Regions from separate parts of the Mus musculus genome. Here region 2 is linked to region 1. A link is a contact called in public HiChIP or PLAC-seq data. All regions are on one chromosome and are shown on one strand. The core of a region is the stretch at or near the end of the contact, and the rest is flanking DNA. Distances in the headings are between cores, read along the strand shown. Region 1 holds the start of Slc45a1 (solute carrier family 45, member 1). Region 2 overlaps 1700045H11Rik (RIKEN cDNA 1700045H11 gene).

What was found. HiChIP or PLAC-seq counts read pairs in DNA pulled down with a chosen protein or histone mark.
Region 2: a contact with region 1 is called in an H3K27ac HiChIP or PLAC-seq map of embryonic stem cells, with 12 read pairs. The contact joins the enhancer-like site here to the promoter of Slc45a1 in region 1. A contact is called at or near these places in 7 of 39 promoter capture datasets (embryonic stem cells, hematopoietic stem and progenitor cells, liver and 3 more), 3 of 484 Hi-C or Micro-C datasets (Th1 cells, bone marrow-derived macrophages and embryonic fibroblasts), 9 of 115 datasets of contacts at active chromatin or transcription factors (bone marrow-derived macrophages, craniofacial prominence, embryonic basal ganglia and 4 more) and 3 of 9 other capture datasets (adipose tissue, liver and pancreatic islet).

The regions. Positions count from the first base shown.
Region 1 is chr4:150,650,859-150,653,674 of GRCm38.p6, forward strand. Slc45a1 (solute carrier family 45, member 1) reads right to left here and starts at 1,316. Exons shown (of 9, transcript NM_173774.3): 1 at 1,169-1,316.
Region 2 is chr4:150,825,837-150,828,536 of GRCm38.p6, forward strand. 1700045H11Rik (RIKEN cDNA 1700045H11 gene) reads right to left here. Exons shown (of 4, transcript NR_040649.1): 4 at 2,389-2,645. Among named protein-coding and RNA genes, the nearest start is that of Gm42356, 19 kb to the left of the region's middle. Within about 2 kb of position 1,340, at least 10 of the 459 cell types and tissues checked have an H3K27ac peak or open chromatin away from gene starts, as enhancers often do. A contact at or near this core is called in embryonic stem cells, where this site is marked.

The sequences.
Region 1 (2,816 bases), core at 66-2,565:
TTTTAAAGTTACTTTTCTGTGGGCAGTTAGAGACACAACCTCTGACTTGCAGCAGGATACACCAGGCTAGCCCACCCAGGAGCTTCAAGAGATTTCCATCTCTGCTTCCTATCCAGCCCTAGGGCTGCCAGGATTGCAGGTACACGATACCACTACTGGTGGCTTTAAATGGGACATGGGGATTCAAATTCAGGTCCCCTTGCTTGGGCAGCAATTTCTTTATCCACTGAGCCATCCCTAACCTGTTATGGGCTGTTTCAACAGCACTTGATTAACAAAAAAGAAACATGCAATAACCTGAATACTTAAAAAAATGTATCTCACTTGGAATCAACCCATTTTCTTTTCTCTTTTCTGTTAAACAAAACAAAACGAAATGAAACAAACAAACAAACAAAAAACGGGGGGAGGGGGCTTTCCACCCATGGGGTTGCCTTAGGGTCAGTTCTCTTTCACCTCCTACAGATTCTCAGAGCTGTTAGTTCAAACCTCTTAAGGGGATGGAGCACTGAATCGGGGCCCAGTTCTGCTACATCTCCGGGACTTTGACTCCTTACTCAGGGCTAACTTGCCTCCAAAGTCCCGACTAGAAGCACTCTGACTTTGTTTCATCAGCACCTGACTCTCCTCCCCCTAAGAACAGGAAAACAAACGTTCTAACGACTCCAGGGGTCGTGAGAGGTTATTATCCAGAAGAGAATGAAGGGGAGGTTTGCCCGCCTCTAGTGTCAGCTTTAGCATGACACCCTCAGCGATATGACTCAGGACAGAGGTAATGACAGGGTGCTGTTCCCCATAACCCAGACATCCCAGGAGATGTTTTACAAAGGCCCCTGACCATCCAGAGGACTCAGCCTCAGGGAGGAGGTGAACCGGAAGCTGATGACACCTGCCCAGGTGGCCGGGAACAGGCCTGGGGCTCAATAAACAGAGCAGACGCTGGGTGCAAATTTTACCAGACTGCTTCTCCCTCTAGGCCTGCGGTTGCTGCGCCCCCGGAGGTTCCATTCTCAGCTTAATTCACTAAACATCCAAGAAGAACAAAGGTCTCCATGCCTGCCTAGAGCCCCCAGCCTGGGCACTAGTATCATCCTGGGGCCTAAGCAGCATTGCTCCCGGCGCCAAGCCGCGGAGCTGGGCAGAGGGCGCAGGAGGAAACGCCCGGTACCTGTACGTCCAGACGGGAGGCATCCCTTTCCCAGGCTGGGTTCCTGGTTCTTCGGGGTACAGCTCCGTCCTAGCCCGGCGCCCCCGGCCCCGCCGCGGCAGCTGCAGCATCACCCCGTGGGGCGGGGCCGTGACGTCACGGCTGCATCCCGCCGCTAGGTCCCGCAGAGCATCCTTAAAGCAGCCGGTTGGCTGTGCCATCGCACCTTTGGGGACAACCGGGGTCTATAGGCAGAATGCAGGAGTGGGAGGCAGTATGACTTTGTGGGACCAGTTCCAAAAACAGAACAAAACAAAAAAACCTGAGCGAAAAAAGAAAGACAGACATATAATAGTTTATGTTTGTTTTTCCATGGTCATGAATGTATTATAAAAGCACTTGCCGGGGCCCGTGACTGTTCTTCCTCATTCTCATTTTAAAGGAAATACATACATTTTTGTGTCTTCAATTCTAAGTAAATAGCCGTGCATATGTTTATAGATAAACACGTACCCCCTAAAATTGTGCCCATTGCACTAAACCAATCCCCCAAAGTATTACACTCATTATTCTGGCCACAGATCCATCAGGTGGCCGGGCTATGCCAGGCTTTATTCTAGACCCCTTGATGTAAGGAAGAGAGGGGGAAACCTTTCCGACCTCAGGGTTGACAGGCTAGAGAGGAATATACACATTAAATAGGATAAATAAAATAAATACGTAGGTGCTGGAGAGATGACTCAGTGGTAACAAGCCTTGCCAAGCAAGTCTGGAGATCTGAATTCAGTCCCTGGAACCCACTAAAGGTGGAAGGACAGATTCAACTCCAGTAATGTGCCCTCTGATCCTCCCCATAGCATCTGTGACACACACCCACCACTGCGCATATTCACAGTAAAGCATGCCAATGGTGTGTCAGAACACACAACTCCCTCAGAATACATACAATTTCAGATGAAACTGCTAAGGTAGAGAGATTATGGTGACTCTCCCGGGACTCTGCTGCCCACCAGTGACTGTGGCTGAAGTTGACTGTGTAGTTGCATGTCACTGAGAGTCTTAGTTCAGCTTCTGCACAGGGCATACATGTGTGCAGGCATGCAGTCTTTACTTGCCTAGCAACATTTTTGTAAGGGAAGAGGACACCTATGTTGGCTGTGACTAAACACAAACACAAGAAACAACTCCAGGGAGAGGGCTTATTCTGGCCTCTCGTTCTAGAGAACAGCGTAGGGGCGGGAGGGTGAGGCGCTACCCACACCACACCCACGATCTGGAAGCAGAGAGAGAGAGAGATGAAGGCTCCTTTGCATGCAGTCCAGGCCCCCAGCCATGGGATGGTGCAGCCCACATTCAGTGTGGGTCTTACATACTTAATGAAGCGGCCAGGTAAACACGGTGATGCTTCTTAGGAGAGACCAGATGCCATGGGGTTGATAATCAATATTTACGATCTCCAGCAACTCCAGCAAACAAGAAAGCAGGTAGATAGGGGGTGTGGGGCTGAGGGAGGGGTGTAGGGCTGAGGGAGGAGCATGGGGCTGAGGGAGGAGCGTGGGGCTGAGGGAGGGGCGTGAGGCTGAGGGAGGGGCGTGGGGCTGAGGGAGGAGCGTGGGGCTGAGGGAGGGGCGTGGGGCTGAGGGAGGGGCGTGGGGCTGAGGGAGGAGCG
Region 2 (2,700 bases), core at 90-2,589, 180 kb after region 1:
TGACTAACTGCTGTAGATAACCCTGCACGCCATCCATCAATTTGGGCCGAATCATGTCGGGCCTGAGTGAGCTGACGTGGAACATCGCTGCCCTTCGCTGAAAAGCTGTTTGCTAATCCTAAAGGTTCTTCTTTACTTTTGCTGGATTTAAAAAGAAAGGGGGTGGGGGGTGGGGCTGATTTAATAGCGCTTAATCAATCATTTCTCTGTCCTCACGTGAGTTTGTTTACACAGTGTATTGGATATCTCTTAAATGACCCCGGTCCCTCTGTTGCTACTGAAATTCTACAGACTCCCATCCAGTAGATGAAAATACCAAGGTCCAGACAGAGGGTCTGATTCCAATTGTCGGTAACCCTGTTGTCCTTTTCTTCTTTGTTTTAAGTGACCAGCATGTGTACATGTGTACATGCAACATGCATGTGTGTATGTGTGCTTCAAGATTCCTGTGCCTGTATGTTCAAGGGTAGAGAGTACACATCGACACTAGGGGCCCTCACCCACTGTTCCCCATCTTGTTTTTAAGACACAGGCCTCTCTCACTCAATCTGGAGGTTGCCAATTGTCCCCACCCCCTCCTGCTGCATCCTCCTGTCTCCACACCCCAGCACTGGGGACTGCAGGCCTGTGTCACCATGCTTGGGGTGGTAGGGTAGGATGGGGGGGGGGGGTCACGTGGTCCTGAGGATCTCGACTTGGGTCTCTGTGTTGGTACAACAAGCAGTTCACCCACTGGGCTGTTCCCCTAGCCTGCTGCCCCTTTTAAAAGAAGATCCTCAGGCTCTGGAGTTTACAGTCCTGTGGTTTTCCTTAATCATGTGTGCTTCATGCAATTGAAACTTACGGAGGGGGGTGGGGTGGGTGGGATTTCAGGTATTAAATTCTTCTGATCAAAAAACAGTGGAGTCCCAACAGACTGTTATAAAACTAATCGCTCAGAGACATACAACTAAGAGGACTGCGTGCTTTCTGCTTTGGTGTTCTCTCTGACCCTCCCCTCCCTCCCTTGTTCTCTCTTTCCTTGTGAAGTTTAAAGAAAGAGGTTTGAAATAAAACCAGACACTCACTGACAGAGAAATGTGGAGAAGAATGGAACCCTTGGAAGTGTAAATTAGAGCAATTGATCTGGCTGGCCAACCAGCAATTAGTGCCCAAAGATTTAATCGCTTCCTTTGATCTGATCATTTTACTTTGATTGATTTATCCCAAGGAAATAACTCAAGAAAGAGTTAGATTTAAAACAAAGTAGCAAAATCAGGGACCTGGGCATCACAAGTCCTTGGGCCCGTTGCCTGTGGCGAGGCACTGGCAGGAAACCCCAATCCTTAGACACAAGTAGGGAAGACAATGTCAATAAAGTAGATCCTGTGGATTGAGACTGCAGTGCATAGGAGCTGGGTGGACCGGAAGCTGAGAAAAGGCAGGAGAGGGAAGTAGCCCCAGGGAAGGGTAACTGGGGAGGCGGTGGTGGCAAATATCCCCTGGGCAGGAGGGTAGTAGGGCTGGATTGTGAAGGGAAAGCCCAGACCCGGGTATAATGGTTGGTCCCTGAGGCTCGGATACCTAGGAAGGCAGGGCCCTGGGTTAGATCTTGTTTTATTCTGTGGCAGTGCTTCATCCTGTCTTTCTGTCACTTTGAGAAGTGATGTTGGGAGGATTTGAACAGGCAGAACAGGAAGGATTTGACACGGTGGAGGACTGCTGTCCAAAGAATCACCGTGGGCAGCGTGACAAAACCTGGATTAGAGAGAGGGAAGTCTGAGACCCAGAACAGCGCAAGGGCAAAGCTGACGGGTGGAGGAAGGGACAGATGAAGCCATTTCGTGGCTTGCGTTCAAGGCCTTAATCACCAATTAGCTACAGGCCAGTCAGGTCACAAGAGACAACTGTCCTAGGGAAAGGGATTCCGCCACATTCACAGGAGTGTCAGAGTAAATCCCTCTTCAGCCAGGAATTGAACTCAGAACCTCTGGAAAAGAAGTCCGTGCTCTCAACCACTGAGCCATCTCTCTAGCCACCCCACCCCACGAAGGTGCCCACCCCACACTTAGGTTCTTAAGGGGCAAGTTTCTCCTTGCCGATCTCTCTCCTCCAGCTGAGAACATCTGGAATGACTTTTAACCACTAAATTCCCTCAAAGTAAACAAATTAGAGAAGCCTTTCCATATTCAAAATACCTGTAGATTTCATTTCCTGTTTCCTTGCCGGGATGGAACTCAGAACTTTGGGCACTCCAGCCCTTTGCCTTTGGAGAGAACATATCCAGGAAGTCTTCCAACTCACAATCCTCCTGCCTCAGCCTCATTAGTGGTGGGGTGCATGCACACACCATGAGACCTCGTTTAGATCTGGATTTATGAAGAGCCAAAGAATTCAGACTCAGTTTCAGGCAACCACTATGTGATCTTTATTTCTGGAAACATCACCTTAGTTTTAAAGAGGTTTTTCGAGCCTGATCTTATTTCAGTGAAATAATTCAAATACCAAAGGACCTCCTCTTTAGCGCTCCGGTGGTCGCCTTACTTCTTCCGTGAAGTATGGAGAAAATCCACTTAGCTTGCACACATAAAACATCGAGCTTGGGAATTACTCTCTTAGCTGTGCTTTTGGCTCCATACGTCATTAGTTCAGTTTTCAGATTCCATCTAAAGGAAACAATTACAAATACCCACTGTAGAGGACTATTTAACGCCAGGTCAG